Linked DNA regions of Pan troglodytes: region 2 is linked to region 1. The links are chromatin contacts, called in public Hi-C maps. All regions are on one chromosome and are shown on one strand. The core of a region is the stretch at or near the end of the contact, and the rest is flanking DNA. Distances in the headings are between cores, read along the strand shown.

Region 1 (7,946 bases), core at 2,116-4,615:
ACAGAAATGAGGGAAAAGATTTCACTTGACTCATCTTCCCCCGACCCCCACCTCAACAAACAAACCAGAAGGGCACAGGCCAGAGCACAGCTTGCCTGGCAGTCCTCATGCATGGGAGCTCAGGCCTGGTGGGAGGGGATGCAGAGGGCCCAGCCGTGGCCCTTGGGTGCCAACAGTCTTGGGGGAGGGAGGAAGCAGACCTGTGACAGGACCGAGGAATGGAGGGGTGGTCGGGTGTGTGGATGGCACAGAGTGACAGCTAGGGAGAAGCCTGATGTGGAAGGGGAGGAACTGTGTGGTATGCCCAGGCCCCTGGGCCCAGCCCTGGCTTGGCAGCCCTTGCTCCCTGCTGAGGGCCCTGCCTTTCCTTCCCCTGAAACAGCTCCCGGAGCCCTGCCTGTTCCCTGTCCATCCAGGCCAGCAGCTGAAGGAGCCTCACCTGCCTCCCTTCTCTGGGTAGCACGGATTTGAGGTAAGAAATCCCCCAGAATCCCCATTCCCAGTGCAGCCTGTGGCAGAGATCGATCCAGTGTCTCCTCCGACTGCCTTAGTGCCCGCTAAACGTTTGGGGAGGGGAGAGCTCGGTGCCAAACTGCTCTCGTGTGGGGCAATTGCTGAGTTAGGCTCCTTGGGGGACTTTACCTCACTGGGCCCTGCTTCCTGGGTTCTGTCCTTGCCCTCCAGCTTCCAAACAGGGAAGAGCAGGTGACTACTGAGAGGTGAGGATGGTGGCTCTGGGCTAGGTGGCCCTGGGAAAGGTGGGGGATCCCCAGTGCCTGGAGGCAGACCCTTCTGAGGATGGTCACACGCCTTGTGCAGCATCTTGGCCACCCCCCAGGGCTGAAGGAGAAGGAACCTGGCTGGGAGCTTAGTTCATGTCTGGGTTTTCCCTCCATGTCCAGGAGAAGCAGCGAAGATGTCCAACGAGCCTCCCCCTCCTTATCCTGGGGGCCCCACAGCCCCACTTCTGGAAGAGAAAAGTGGAGCCCCGCCCACCCCAGGTAGGGGGTCACTGTTCCTGAGGCTCCATATTGCAGCCCCCTGCCCCCATGGCATGGTTGGGACTCTCTAAGTGGTGATGCCCACTCCAGGGTTACCCCTGGGCTCCATCTGTGTCCCAAAACAGTGGCCTCTGGTCCAGCTCATCGTGCAGAGGCTCCAGCTCAGTCTCCTCTTTCTGCCTCTCTCTGTCCAGGCCGTTCCTCCCCAGCTGTGATGCAGCCCCCTCCAGGCATGCCACTGCCCCCTGCGGACATTGGCCCCCCACCCTATGAGCCGCCGGGTCACCCAATGCCCCAGCCTGGCTTCATCCCCCCACACATGAGTGCAGATGGCACCTACATGCCTCCGGGTGAGTGGGGAAGGGATCTGAGGGGAGCATGGGGAACTCCTGGCTGCTGTCTGGCCTGCGCTGGCTGTCCTCAGTACAGGTGGGCATCTGCTGTAGGGCAGGGACTCCAACACGCCCAACCAGCCCTTGCCTAGGGCTCAGGCTGTGTGTGGACAGGGACTGTGGACGTGGGAAGGTGGGACTGCTCTTATTCAGGCTGGTCAGGAAGGGCTGGTCCTTGGCACACCAGGACCTGACATGGGTGGGGAGGGGCGCCTTGTGTGCAGCAGAGGGGTGGGTGACCCGCAAGGCTTTCCCTCCCTTGGTCATGGGCTTGAGGCTGAGTGCCCTGTCCTTGCATGCTGGAGACAGACAGAGGAGCAGAGGGACCGGGCCATGTGCCTGGCTCTCTGCCACATCTGTCATGGGCCCCAAGGGGTGGGGACCAGGAAGGGCTGGGAGAATGTGGCCCCACTTGACTTAGGGCCCCAGCTGTAAGGCCTCCCACTGGCCCATTAGGAGGGCGGTAGGAAGTCTGAGGCGTAGCCTTGCACGCTGGGCGCTGTGGACCGTGGGGCTTTGCGCCAATCTCTTTGTCTGGTGCAGGTGGCAGGCCAGTGACCTCTCGCCTCCATCTTCTGTGCCATTCCAGGTTTCTACCCTCCTCCAGGCCCCCACCCACCCATGGGCTACTACCCCCCAGGGCCCTACACGCCAGGGCCCTACCCTGGCCCTGGGGGCCACACAGCCACAGTCCTGGTCCCTTCAGGAGCTGCCACCACGGTGACAGTGCTGCAGGGAGAGATCTTTGAGGGAGCGCCTGTGCAGACGGTGTGTCCCCACTGCCAGCAGGCCATCACCACCAAGATCTCCTACGAGATTGGCTTGATGAATTTCGTGCTGGGTTTCTTCTGTTGCTTCATGGGGTAGGTGGTGTGGGCATTGGTAGGGTGGGGGCTGCACCAGGGTCAACTGGCTGCCTCTGCCTCCTCCGCAGCAGGCCTCAGCCTGTTCTTCCCTGTCTCTGATTCAGATGTGATCTGGGCTGCTGCCTGATCCCCTGCCTCATCAATGACTTCAAGGATGTGACGCACACATGCCCCAGCTGCAAAGCCTACATCTACACGTACAAGCGCCTGTGCTAACGGAGCTGGGACTCGGGACTCCCCTGCCTGTCAGTCTGGCCCCCTGTGCTTTGCTCCCTGCGCTCAGTGGTCACTTTCCCGCTCCCACTTGGGGCTGGGAGCCGTGCCACCATCCCCTAGAAGTCCTGTCCTCTTCACCCTGCCCTACCTGAGCAGCTGACTCTTCTGGCAAAAATTCTGTTGGGATTTAAGGCCAAGGGTCAGTGGGTGGCAGGGGGCTGGCAATGAGCTTGTGTGTTGTTGGTCTGCTTGGTGTGTGTGATCGGGAAGATAAGCTGGGAGGGGTCTCCTGCTGGGGTCCTGATTCCTCTGTTTCCAAACAAGGTACAGGTTCAGTCCAGACTCTTTCCCCCTGGGACCAACAGCAGCCAGAGCAGTAGCCAGTTAGTCCCCAGGCCTGTGGCCACAGGCGTTTCTGACCTGCTGGGCCGAGAATGGGTAAGTTGTCTGGAGTCAGGTGGGCCCACGTAGGACAGGGTCACAAAGCCTGGGTTTGTTTCTGGGTACATTGCGCCTCTGGGGTGCTAGAGGTGGGGCATGGTGGCTGGAAGTAAAACTGCCAACTCTGGCCCTCAGAACTCTCAGGTATAGAAGCCCAGGATGTCTAATACCCTGTCCCAGTGCCCGAGAGCTGCCTGGTGTCAGGTAGAGAGGACACTGTACCTGGGTGAATGATCAGACCCTGGTAGCTAAGAAGGAACTTGTCCCTTTGAGTCAGTGTGCAGACCCCCTTTCAGGCCATGCCTCTGTGAACCCTGTATTGCTGGGGCCGGAAGGAGCCCCTGAGCCTAGCCCCTTCCCGTCTGCCCTGTGTCCTCACTGCGTGTGGGTATGACCTCTGCCTGGTGGCTGGTGTGTCCCAACTGGGCAAGAGATGGCAGAGGGTCCCCCTTGTGGGTGCGCTTGGATGTGCAGAGCCTTCTCCATGGATTTTCTTCCCTGTAAGTGCCAGGCCCCTCGCCCCAGCTGACAGGCTGTTGCTGTGCCTGCTCACACCTGCTCCTGCAGGCACACTGGGCTAGGGACGAGGAAGGAGCAGCCACAAGTGGTAGAACTGCCTTGGTGGACACCAGCCTCGCCCTGTCTTTATTTCCTGAATGGTTTGTGAACTTGCTCACCTGGACCGCTGTATCCTGCCACTGTCCTTCCTGGTCTCGCACTGCCACTGCATGGCCTCCTGTCACTGTGAATCGTGGCCCAGTCTCAGTTTGTAGTTTCTCATTAAATTGGCCCTTTCACTCCCCCGCCCTGGGCCTCTGCTCTCTTGCCTGGCTTCCTTCTTTTTTGAGGGAAAGAGGGTGGGGCTGCAGGCAGTCTACTGGCAGGACGGGAGGCTGAGTCCTCAGGGTCTCACACCCTCAGTGCTGATGCCATGCCAACTGCCTGGGACAACACCAACACGTAAGGACCTAATTAAACGAAACCAGAGTCGGGTGTAGACCAGCCCTGGGATTTCCAGCTGTGACTGGGCCAGGGCACACGTTGGTCTCGGCAGTGGCTGTAAGGTCACCTTCCTTCCTCTGATGCTGGTTTCAACCATCTATATATGGCATCCACGCATGGGATCTGCAAGCTGGAGCCCTCCTACCCGCAGGCTTGAGCACAGCATCATCCAGCCCTGGGGAGGCGCACCCTTAAGCAAGACAGACTCGGCCGAGGCTGACAGGCAGAAGACTAACAGAGCGCAGTCTGCACACGCAGGTTCTGGGCCACCTCTGGCCCTGGCCATCTCTGCACTAACTCATCTGAATTATGAAGGTGGCAGTCTTGGTCAGTAGTTTAAAGAGTTTCCCTACTTTTTAACCCTTTTTGAAATAAAACTTTTACAGGTAGTAGATTCCTATTAATAAAATTATTTAAGTTCACGTTTCTCTTTTAGAGAATGAATTGTTTAAATACAAATATGTGCTTTTTTAAAACCCTTATTTTTAAATATATATATATATTTTAAAAAAACCTTTTAAGTAGGAAACCTCTAAGGTATTTCTGAGCTAAAAAATAGCAGTGCTGGATACACTTTAAAGATCTTTGCAAGACGGTTAGAGTGACTTTGCTTTGGAGACTAGAGGTGCTGGAGAGTAGACCAAGAGCAGGAGGTGGCTGCTGGGAGCCATGATGGACGATGTCCACTCCCCACACAGACATAACATGCCCTTGCTTCTGAGGGACTCTCCTATGGGGAGGTGGCTTGACCCACCCGGTGCCAGGAGGCAGGGAAGGAGGTAGCTTGCAAAGCCCACTATTGAGTGCTGGAGCATTTACACAGCGCGGAGGAGATAAGCTGGGGCTGAGCAAACCGCACCCAAGGGGTTAGAGGGATTCTGGGTGAGAGGGATGAGCTCCCAAGGCCTCTGAGGCTTCCACCCACACCCACCCTCACTCCCAGGGTCCAAGAGAGGACCAGAAGTTGTACAGCAGCATCCAGCAAGGCCCCCTCCCACAGCTTGGGCTTACAGGCCACTCACCTCCAACAGGGGAGATAGTCACCCATGTACTGCAAAAACGGGGACTACCGGAAGCAGCCTAGGGCCCAGAAGTGTGGAAGCCTGGAGTAGAGCTGGGTCGGGGGCCAGGCCTGCTGCACTGTGCCGACTGCTCCCAGGGTGACAGCCTGTGCCCAGTGCGGAATATGGCCCATAGAGAGGATGCTGTCAGGCAGAGGCTCTAGCATCTGGCTTTTATTGGTTGCCTTTCTTAAACCCAGCATTTTTTAAAAAGTCACCTGAGGTGGTAGTTTAGTCAGGGCTGGAGAAAGGGGTAGGCCAGTGGTCAGTCGGGAGGAGGGTACCGGTGTGGCATGATGGGTCCTTCACATGTAGTACCAGGCCAAGAGTCCAGCAGCTAGGGCCACACCAGCGGCCAGGATGAACTGGAGGCTGGGCTTCCTCAGCACAGCCATAGCTGTTCGGAAGGGACAGCTGCTGCCCTCCAGGGCACCTGTGTGGCAGCACCAATAGGAGACATGGCATCAGTGGAGTCTCCTGCTACACCTTCCCCAGGAGGGGAGGTCAGGACACACAGACCTACCTTTGTCTTGTTCAGCAGCGTAGAAAGGGCATTTACGCATGTCTCCTTTCCCATCGTGTACAGGGAACCCATCCTCCAAGGTCTCTCTGGCCAGTGTGGAGCCGGCCTGGTCCAGTTCATTGAATATCTGCAGGAGCAGAGGATCGACTGAGCCATCTCTGGGCTGCCCATACTTTTTTTTTTTTTTTAAATGTCTTTTGAGATGAGGTCTCTGTTGCCCAGGCTGGAGTGCAGTGTTATGAACATGGCTAACTCACTGCAGCCTCAAACTCCTAGGCTCAAGTGGTCCTCCCACCTTATCCTCCTACGTGTGTGTACCACCATACCTGGCTAATTTTTAAATTTTGTGGGGAGATGGTGTCTCACCTTGGTTGCCCAGGCTGGTCTTCAACTCCTGGGGTCAAGTAATCCCCCTGCCTCAGCCTCCCAAAGTGCTGGGATTACAGGCATGAGCTACTGCGCCTGGCTACACTCTCCTTTTAGAGGACGCCCTCCAGAGAGAGAGAGCTGGAGCAGGTGAGCTTGCTCAGGTGTGCCAACTACACAGCAAGCAGCACTGGTGGGCGGCAGCTGCACTGCCTGATGCTCCTCCCTCCCTAGCATGAGCTCTGGGGAGGTGTGGATGTTGGTACCCCAAGAAGGCTGCCAAATGCTGGGTCTCCCCTGGGAACTGACCAGAGATGTACCCCCATGCCTAGCCTTCTCTGAGGTGGCTCAAGCCACTGAAACTACCACAGCACGGACAGGAGGGCATGAGTACATCCCCATTTCTAGGTGCTGGTTATTTTTTTATCAAGAAGCAACAGAAAACCTGGAACATGGGAGAATGAGACTGTGGCAGGGCATACTCATCCTGAGTGCCCTGGGAGGCCTCAGTAGAAGCTGACAGGACCTGGGGACAGAGTAAGCTTCCCCAGGTTCAGCCTCATCTAAAGGCTACTTGTAAACAGAGCTTATTTACTCTCCTTGGTGGCACTGGCTCTCTATTAACTTATAAAGCAGGGCTTTTCAGAGCAAAACTTGAAAAGAAAATTAACCATTCTTCAAGACCAGCATCCTGCAATGAGGGAGGAAGCCAGCTCCATTCTTCCAGACCCCTCTATGTGCGAGAGGACTTACCCTTCCCAAAACACTACCCACTGGCATCTATCACACCAGGCCTCCATGCTGGGAACCACCCACTGGGCCCACAAGCTATGGTGGCCAATCTGGTGGCCACCTTCCTCTCGGCACCCTGCAGCTCATCTGTCCTAATGCCATGTGTGCCTTCCTGGGCCACTATGGATCTGCTACCACTGTCAAAGTTTCCCTCTTCAGCCCTAGCAGCTGGCAGCCCCCAGTAGTACCTGCATGTTATACTCAAAAGCCTTGTTGGCCTCCTCCACGATCCTCTCTTTGGTCTTCATGTTCAGGTCCAGGGCGTTCATCCTGGCCCGGTAGAGCTGCTTGAACTGCTGGGCATTGTCCACATTCTCAAACAGGTAGAACTGGGTCCCTTCCCCTGTGCTGGGGAGTTTCAGTGCTCGCTGGGCCACCTTCTTCAGCACCTGGCCCCCCGAGAGATCCCCCATGTAGCGGGTGTATGCATGGGCCACCAGTAGCTCCGGCTCGTTCTGCCCTATGTAGTGGATCCGCTCCACATACTTTTGGGCAGCCTTGGGGCACTGCACCTGCTCCTCCCAGTTTTCACCAAAGAAATACTCCATGTCCTTGGTCAGCGCCTCCTTCCGGTGCAGCTCCATGGGGAAGTACAAAGGGGCAAAGGCTGGATGGTCCTTGTTGCGCTCCATTTCCTCCTCGAGGGCTGAGTATGTGAAGTAAAGTGCCGTGGTGGCCAGCTGTGGAGGTGACAGGAGGCCAGCTATGCCTGAGCACACCACATCCGAGCAGCTGGATGCAGAGGCTCAAGTGACAACCCCCAACCCCAAAGACCCAATCCTATGGTCCATTTTTATGTAGTGAATTATTTAACACACAAGGAAGCTTTTGTTTCTTAAAGGAATGGCATGGTGAAGTCTTTGGAACACGCATACTTTTGCTTCCTTCACACCACTATGTTATTCTATCTAAGCCATGAGAACCAATTTTTTTTTTTTTTTGGTGGGGTAAAGAGTCTCGCTCTGTCACCCAGGCTGGAGTACAGTGGGACGATCTCGGCTCACTGTAACCTCCGCCTCCCAGGTTCAAGTGACTCTCCCACCTCAGCCTCCCAAGTAGCTGGGAGTACAGGCACGCGCCACCACACCCGGCTAATTTTTGTATTCTTAGTAGAGACAGGGTTTCACCATGTTGGCCAGGCTGGTCTCAAACTCCTGGCCTCAAGTGATCCACCTGCCTCGGCCTCCCAAAGTGCTGGGATTACAGACATGAGCCACTGTACCCAGCAGAGAGCCAGAGCTTAACGTCAAGAAGGAATGGAGTGTGGAGAAAAGCCCAGCTTTTCC
Region 2 (7,946 bases), core at 3,357-5,856, 160 kb before region 1:
CGAGCTCCTGGAAGGAAGGGGAAAGTGAGATGGGTGCGGAATGCCTGGAGACCACGGGGAGGTGGGGGAGAAATGGGGGAGCGGGCACGGCCCGGGCACTGAGCCCGGGATGCTTTTCTGGACCTCTGTGTACCCCACATTTGCTCCCATACCTGCCTCCAAGTTAAGGGTAAATAACCACACAGAATCCCCTCACCCCTCTAGAAAGGAAAACACGGTCCGGGTGGCTCCAGAGTGGCCTCCACCTTCTACACCAACGCACACAGGGTTTCGGCTGGGTCTGCCTGGGCCACGGAGGCTCCAGGTGGTTGTGTGCTGGTCCCCCTGCCTGCTCCCTGGGGCACAAGGAAAGCCCAAGGAAACCAAAGAGCTCAGCCCAAGGAGCTCGAACCCGCAGGGTAAAGGAGCGGGACACGGGGCCAAGAAGCATGCGCGGGGCGCGATTGCAAAACGCAGCAGCGACGTTAGTTCCGCCTGCAACGTCCATTCCACTGCCAGCAAGAAAAAAAAGGGAAACGGCACGGGGGCCACGCGGGGTGGAGGCAAAGCTGAGGGGAGGGCGGCGGGGCCAGCGCACCTGGCGTTTCGCCCACGGACCGAGAGCTTTTCCGGTTCCACAAACTCCCTGGGCAGGGAGGCCGGGACTGGGAAAGTGGAGCTGACAGGTTATATGAATCAGACACTAGCCTGGGGCGGAAACGATGTCCCCTACTTGTCGTGGGTTTAAAAATGAGGGCAGGGGCAAAAAAACGTAGCCGGAGGACCAGACACTTACTGTTTCCCTTTTAGGTTTCTTGCTGGCCAGGGAGGCGGGGTGCGGCTTTGATTTTTTAAAGGGACACTGTCAAGATAAAAATCATATGTTTTACAACTACCACCCCCATGTGGCCCTGGAGTGGGCTGGACAGGTCTCTCTGACTGGCTGTCCTCTTGCCACACCGTGGCCCAGAACTTCACAAGCTTCCAGTGGGCGTGAATCTCGGGACTGTCCTAAGTGAGGGTTGACTCGGGTCTGGGTGGGCCATGAGTGCGTCTCGGCAGCTCCCAGGAGCTGAGCTGCTGCAGTGGGGAGGCTGTGGAGCCCAATCTCATCCCCATTGCCTGTCCCCCCGCAGTCTGGGTCACCTGGGGCAACAGATTTGGCCAAGGTGGACCTGAGGGCAGCTGAACGCTGCCTAATGCAGGCTGGGTGCAGGGCGGAGATCCTGAAACCACCCTGGTCAAAGTCCCCCAGCCAGCCGGTGCCCAGGCACGGCCGCTCACTTATCACCAACCATGAACCCCTCAAGAGGGCTGGGGAGAAGAGTCAGCCCCAGACCCACCCACCCCACCATCATCTTTAGGGACTCGCTGGAGAGAACACCCATGGTGGCTCTTTCTGTCACTACGTGGAAGAGGCTCCAACAGGAACCTGGCAGGTGAGGAGGAGCGTTTGCTTTTGCTCCATGCAGAGAGGACGGCGGCTCCCTGGCTGGATGCCAGCCCTGGGGGCATGTGGAGGTCAGAGCTGCCTGGTCACACCTCGGACCCCGGCCACCCAGCTCACTCAGCATAAGAGGGACAAACATGGAGGGACCTACTGGACCCTCAGCCACCAGAACACAAACAGGGAGGGGCAAAAACAAGTGACAATAAACCTAGCCACGCCTGAGCATGGATCACTCCCTAGGTGAAACCCTCTCAGAGGCAAATCCCTCAGGGGCTGCTTCTCTCTCCACCAAAAACCTGAGCACACGCAGCGTTTCCGAATCAAAGCCAACATCAAAAGTGCTGGAGAGCGTGGTGCCAGGAGCCCCACGATGGCAGGGGCCTAGAGGGCCTGGGTTGACAGGGACCCCCAAGCCATGTTTCTCCTCTAGCATCAAGACCATGTCAGATTTTAAAAGACCAACCCAAAATCTGGGTTTTAAGGGAAATTCCAGACTTTTAAACATTGACCCCATTTCAGAAACATTGCACCTGCTGCCAGGGAGGCCCATAGGGCCCAGGTCAAGGCCCTGATCAAGGGGGCTTGCGAGGAGCCTTCTAGAGCAAAGGCGCTGTCTGTGAACGCCAGTCCTCAGGGCTCTGCTCCTCTTTTCTGTTTAGAGAGGCAGCAGAGCCTGGAAGAACCAACGGCTCATAACAGCCACAGCTAAGAGCCAAGAAAGGCACTCAATCGGACAATGCGCATGGCCAGTGGGGAGCAGGGGGCCTAAGACCCGGGCCCAACCAGTCACTGTCCAACTCCCCCATTCTGCTCCCTGCCCACCACAGCCCCTGCCACCCATCCCCGTCTCTGTCTCTCCCTGTGTCTCTCCACATCTGTCTCTCCGTCTCTCCACATCTGTCTGTCTCTTCCTATCTCTCCATCAGTCTCTCCCTATGTCTCTCCACATCTTTCTCTGTCTCTCCCTTTGTCTCTCCACATCTCTCTCATCCTGTCTCTGTGTCTCTCCACATTTGTCTCTGCCTCTCCCTGTGTCTCTCCACCTCTCTCTCGCCCTGTCTCTGTGTTTCTCTGTGCATCTCTCTCCATGTCTCTGTCTCTCTTTGGGTCCTTGAAGCCAGGGTTCCACCTCCCTTGTGTTGCTGAAGCAGGGTCTGCCCTTAAGGTCCCCACTGAGGGAGCCTGGTGGGCCTGGAGCGTGGGAGGAGAGTCACCAGTGCCCCTTGCACAGCAGCTCATGGGGGAAACAGCATGGCTCATTCACTAAGAACCACGGGGTGGAGGCGGTGGCTCAGGCCTGTAATCCCAGGACTTTGGGAGGCTGAGGCAGGACTAGCACTTGAGCCCAAGAGTTTGAGACCAGCCTGGGCAACATGGGAAACCCCACCTTACTAAAAATACAAAACATTAGCTCGGCGTGGTGGTACACGCCCGTGGTCACAGCGTCTTGGGAGGCTGAAATGGGGGAATTGCTTGAGGCGGGAGGTCGAGGCTGCAGTGAGCTGACATTGCACCACTTTGGGTGCACACCAGCCTCGGTGACAGACCGAGACCCTGCCTCAAAAAGAAAAAAAAAAAAAAAAAAGCACCTGGCTCCACCGAGACCTCGACCGCGCTCAGCCCTGTGGCAGGCTCTGGTACTGATGGCAGCAGCGCTGTTCCCAGCAGCGGCACCCCAGGGCCCAGCCTGGCCACCCCCTTCATGCCTCACAGCCATCCATGGGGGCCATGCCTGCCCACTGGACAGAAGAGAACACGGGGCTGCTGGCTGGACCGTCTGGGCCTTGAGCCTGGCCCAGGCACTCATGCCCCTCTCCCGCCCATCCCGCAGGCAGGAGGCGGCACTTACAGAGTGCTCATCATGCTCCAGGCTCTGGGCCAGGACGGGGCTGAAGGACACGGGGGACAGGGCTCCTGGCTTCTTCCGCACCGCCCGGATCTGCAGGAGGGCCCGGAACGCTGCGGCAGAAGGAGGGCTCAGATCAGGCCCAGGCGACACACCCAGCCCCGAGGGGACCCTCCAAGCCCCAGGGATCAACACCCCCCCATACACCATAGGGGTCCTGGGGTGACCCCGCTTCCAGATCACAACGGTCTTTTTTTTTCTTTTAGTTTTAAGGAGCAGGAATTTAATAGGCAGGAAAGATGGGGGAAGAAAGAAAGAAGTAGCTCCCTTTACAGAAATAGAGGGAGAGGGGGCTCCAAAGACGAGAGACAGAACTCCCGCAAACACAGTATTAATGAAATGGCCCCGGGCAGGAAACACAGCAAGGCCATGCAGTGCTGCCCAAGGCGGGGCTCCAGAGGGTGTTTCCAAGAGGCTGGTGGCCATGACCCCCAAAGCATCACACCCCTGAAGCTCCAGGCTGCACCCGAGACAGGACGTGACTGCAAATCAGTAGTCCTGGCTGAGCCCAGAGGAGCTCTTGGCTGCAGGACAGGATGGCAGGCGGGGACATCACACTGGGGAAGCTGAGGTGGGGATGTCATGCTGTGGAAACTGAGGCAAGGACATCATGCTGAGGAAGCTGAAGTGGGGACTCACGCCGGGGAAACTGAGGCAAAAACGTCACGCTGGGGAAGCTGAGGGGCACAGACAACAGCCACTGGGAGCAGAGAAGATAAATCAGGACCTAGGATGCCCTGTCATCCCACAGGGCCAGTCCTGTTCACACAAGGGCCCCACAGGCTGCTGTAGAATGTTCCTGAGACACCTTTAGTGACGTGTGCAGGCCAGGAAACCGAACCACCAAACCACCAAACCAAACTAGCCACCTCCAACAAACCAAAACAGGAGAGAGCATCTGCCGTCAGCCCAGGGACAGGGCCTCAGGCCTCCTCTGTGTCAATTTCTACTGAGAATAGCAGGCTCTGCCCTCGGCCGCCTGGGAGGGGCCCCTCTACCGCCACGTCCTTGAGGCTAAAAGCCACACGGGAGCTCTGAACTCCAGTCTGATGGCCCCGACCCACCGACCCCACACACCTGAAGATTCCAGAATTGGACTCGGTTCAGGGCACCCTCCCTGGAAAGCAGCCCTGCTGTATCTCCAGCCACACAGCCTCCCTGAGGCTCAGTCCTCAACACTGCCTGCCTCCTGGGCAGGCACAGAGAACCTTCCTAGAGAGCCCACCCCTGCCCCCACTTCCTGGTCCCTGCCCCCGCAACTCTGTGGCTTTCAGACAGGAGAGGCCAGAGGCCGACAGACAGCCTGGGCCGGCCCTCCCTGCTACAGGATCTGCCACAGGCTGGGCGGCCGGCCTCTCCCTCCAGGCCCCAGCAGCCTCTTCACTTACTCCTGGGAACTGGACACATCAGTGACCCCATGGCCTGACTGCACAGACCAGCGTCCTCGCACAGCCCCACGCCCGGCTTGGAGGTCTGCTGGCCTACTAAGCGCATGTGTCCTGCAGCTGCGCAGGCAAATCCCCAACTATGCTCCGGCCCCACCGCCAGGACCCAGGCCAGGGATTCCAGGATCCAGGGCAAGGGCCTGCCAGTGGGATGCGCACTTTGACCTGGTCGTTTTTTCACCCTGAGAACATTCAGGTTGTTCCCTCTACTGGAAGACACTCAGAACGGGGCCCTACGAGACGGCTTTTCACTGAGGAAATGTCTGGAATGCTCTAGAAAACCCAATTTAATTCCTTGGTCAATTTTCTACCCAGCATACTTTGTTTTCACCTCGCTATAATTTTTTTTTTTTTTTTCGAAACAGGGTCTTCCCCTGTCTCTCAGGCGGGGGTGCAGTGGTGGCACAATCACAGCTCACTGCACCCTCAACCTCCCAGGCTCAGCCGATCCTCCCGCCTCAGCCTTCCAAGTCACTGGTACTATAGCCAACACATCTGGCTAACTTTTAACTTTTTGTACAGATGGGGTTTCGCCATGTTGCCCAGGCTGGTCTCGAACTCTTGGGCTCAAGCGATCCTCCTGCCTTGACCTCCCAAAGTGCTGGGATTATAGGTGTGATCTGCAACCAGCGTTATGCTAAAAATTTATTGAAATATTTTCTATTTTACCTTTAAAATAAAGATCTGAGCTGGCCATGGTGGCTCATGCCCATAATCCCAACACTTTAGGAGGCACGAGGACCACTTAACCCCAAGAGTTTGAGACGAGGCTGGGCAACATAACAAGACCCTGTCTCTACAAAAAAAATTTTAAAAACAAGGCCGGGCCCTGTGGCTCTGCCTGTAATCCCAGCACTTTGGGAGGCCAAGGCAGGCAGATCACTTGAGGTCAGGAGCTTCGGACCAGACTGGGCAACAATGTAAAACCCCATCTCTACTAAAAATACACAAAATAGCCGGGCATGATGGCACACGCCTGTAATCCCAGCAACTCAGGAGGCTGAGTCACAAGAATCATTTGAACCTGGGAGGCAGAGGTTACAGTGAGCCAAGATCCTGCCACTGTACTCCAGCCTAGGCAACAGAGTTAAGACTCTGTCTCAAAATAAATAAATAAAGTAAGTAATTAATTAAAAAGCGGTGGCTCACGCTTGTAATTCCAGCACTTTGGGAGGCCAAGGCGGGCAGATCACGAGGTCAGGAGTTCCAGACCAGCCTGACCAACATGGTGAAACCCCATCTCTACTTAAAACACAAAAATTAGCCAGGCATGGTGGTGCAGGGCTGTAATCCCATCTACTCAGGAGGCTGAGGCAGGAGAATCGCTTAAACCCGGGAGGCGGAGGTTGCAGTGAGCTGAGATTGCAACACTGCACTCCAGCCTGGGTGACAGAGCGAGACTCTATCTCAAAAAAAATAAAATAAAATAGCCAGGCATGGTGGCTCACGCCTGTAACACCAGCACTTTGAGAGGCTGAGGCAGGCAGATTACTTGAGGCCAGGAGTTCAAGACCAGCCTGGCCAACATGGCAAAACCCCATCTCTACTAAAAGTAAAATATTAGCTGGCCATGGTGGCAGTTGCCTGCAATCCCAGCTACTAGGGAGGCTGAGACAGGAGAATTGCTTGAACTCAGGAGGCAGAGGTTACAGTAAGCTGAGAACTCGCTACTGAACTCCAGCCTGGGCGACAGCACGAAACTGTCTCAAACAAAAAATAATAAAAATAAAACAAGAATAAAGATTTCATTCACTGATCAATTTTCGTTCAGTTCATCTGCCCTGGAGCGCCTCTGTAGCCCTTTGTTCTGCAAGCCTTGTCTGGCTGGAGGCAGACGTGAAGATCTGAATGCCCCGTGCTAGCGTCCCTGCCAGCTCTCACGGTGATCGACTCCGACAGCCAACACGCCCACGTTCAGCACAGACTAGATGAATGACAACTCTTCTTTCTTAGCCATCAAGGGACCCGTGTCCCCCTAGCCCAGGACCACCGTGGTGTGGCCAGTCCCTAATTTCCGGAACCTTCCACCAAACAGCCGGCCAGGGAACTCACGCAGCCGGCAGATGGGGCAGTTGTTGGCCTGGTAGCGCAGCGTGTCGGCGCAGGAGGTACAGAGGCACAGGTGGCGGCAGGGCAGGATCAGCGTGTCCCGCAGGTCGGACAGGCACACCACACACTCGTTGCTGTTGTCGCTGTTCTCGTCATCCGAGGGCTGCCGGTACAAGGGCTTGTGGGTCAGCAGCCTCCCAAAGGCCAGAGCACGGCTCCTGCTTCCTGTCCCCAGCTGTCCCACCCCACTCCACCCTACCCTGGGGGCTGTCATGACAAAGAGAAGTCCAGAGGGCAGGGGGAGGTTGCCCCAGAGCAGAATCACCAGGCTCAAATCCAGTGCAAACTCAGCACCTGGCAGAGGGGGAGGGTCTGTGCCCCTCACCCACCCAAATCATGAGAACATGGTCTCTTTCTGTTCTTCAGACCTAAAGAAAAAATGAGGAAGAGATGCACCTAAGAAACACATCTTCCTGAGGGTCAGGGTACCCGTATCTTTGGTTTAAAAAAAACCAAGTTAATGGTCAGGCGCGGTGGCTCACGCCTGTAATCCCAGCACTTTGGGAGGCTGAGGCGGGCAGATCACGAGGTCAGGAGATCGAGACCATCCTGGCTAACATAGTGAAACCCCGTCTCTACTAAAAATACAAAAAATTAGCCGGGCATGGTGGCACGCGCTTGTAGTTCCAGCTACTCAGGAGGCTGAGGCAGGAGAATGGCGTGAACCCAGGAGGCGGAGCTTGCAGTGGGCCAAGATCGCTGCCACTGCACTCCAGCCTGGGCAACAGAGCGAGACTCCGTCTCAAAACAAACAAACAAACAAAAACAAAAAACAAGTTAATATGTTAAAAATATTTTCATTATTGGCAGCTACCAGAAACCACATTAGCAACTGGACCAAAAGAAAGCCAAAAATCTAAAACAGGTGTCCACAAACTAGGGCTGTGGCCTGTTTCTATAAATAAAATCTTACTGGAACACCGCCACACCCACTCATTTTTATACGGTCCCCGCTGCTCCTGTTGTAACGGCAGCGTGGAGTCAGTGCAACAGAGACCATATGCCCGGGCGGCTGAAAACACTCCCTCTCTGGACCTTTTCTCAAAGTGGGCCGCCC

What was found. Hi-C and Micro-C count contacts between places; a contact is called where the count stands out from the background.
Region 2: a Hi-C map of induced pluripotent stem cells shows a contact between it and region 1, with 2.1 times the contacts expected there. The contact joins two enhancer-like sites. A contact is called at or near these places in 2 of 7 Hi-C or Micro-C datasets (induced pluripotent stem cells and stem cell-derived neural progenitor cells).

The regions. Positions count from the first base shown.
Region 1 is chr18:7,156,305-7,164,250 of NHGRI_mPanTro3-v2.0_pri, reverse strand. CDIP1 (cell death inducing p53 target 1) reads left to right here. Exons shown (of 6, transcript NM_001243097.3): 2 at 383-472; 3 at 903-1,001; 4 at 1,196-1,351; 5 at 1,983-2,256; 6 at 2,364-4,371. The coding sequence starts at 917. The coding sequence ends at 2,475. HMOX2 (heme oxygenase 2) reads right to left here. Exons shown (of 6, transcript XM_001168788.7): 4 at 6,849-7,340; 5 at 5,503-5,629; 6 at 5,139-5,412. The coding sequence ends at 5,285. Among named protein-coding and RNA genes, the nearest start is that of CDIP1, 28 kb to the left of the region's middle. Within about 2 kb of position 3,365, at least 7 of the 24 cell types and tissues checked have an H3K27ac peak or open chromatin away from gene starts, as enhancers often do. A contact at or near this core is called in induced pluripotent stem cells, where this site is marked.
Region 2 is chr18:7,320,416-7,328,361 of NHGRI_mPanTro3-v2.0_pri, reverse strand. It overlaps MGRN1 (mahogunin ring finger 1), which reads right to left. Exons shown (of 17, transcript XM_024349741.3): 10 at 6,833-6,992; 11 at 3,279-3,388; 12 at 776-841. Among named protein-coding and RNA genes, the nearest start is that of NUDT16L1, 17 kb to the left of the region's middle. Within about 2 kb of position 4,606, at least 3 of the 24 cell types and tissues checked have an H3K27ac peak or open chromatin away from gene starts, as enhancers often do. A contact at or near this core is called in induced pluripotent stem cells, where this site is marked.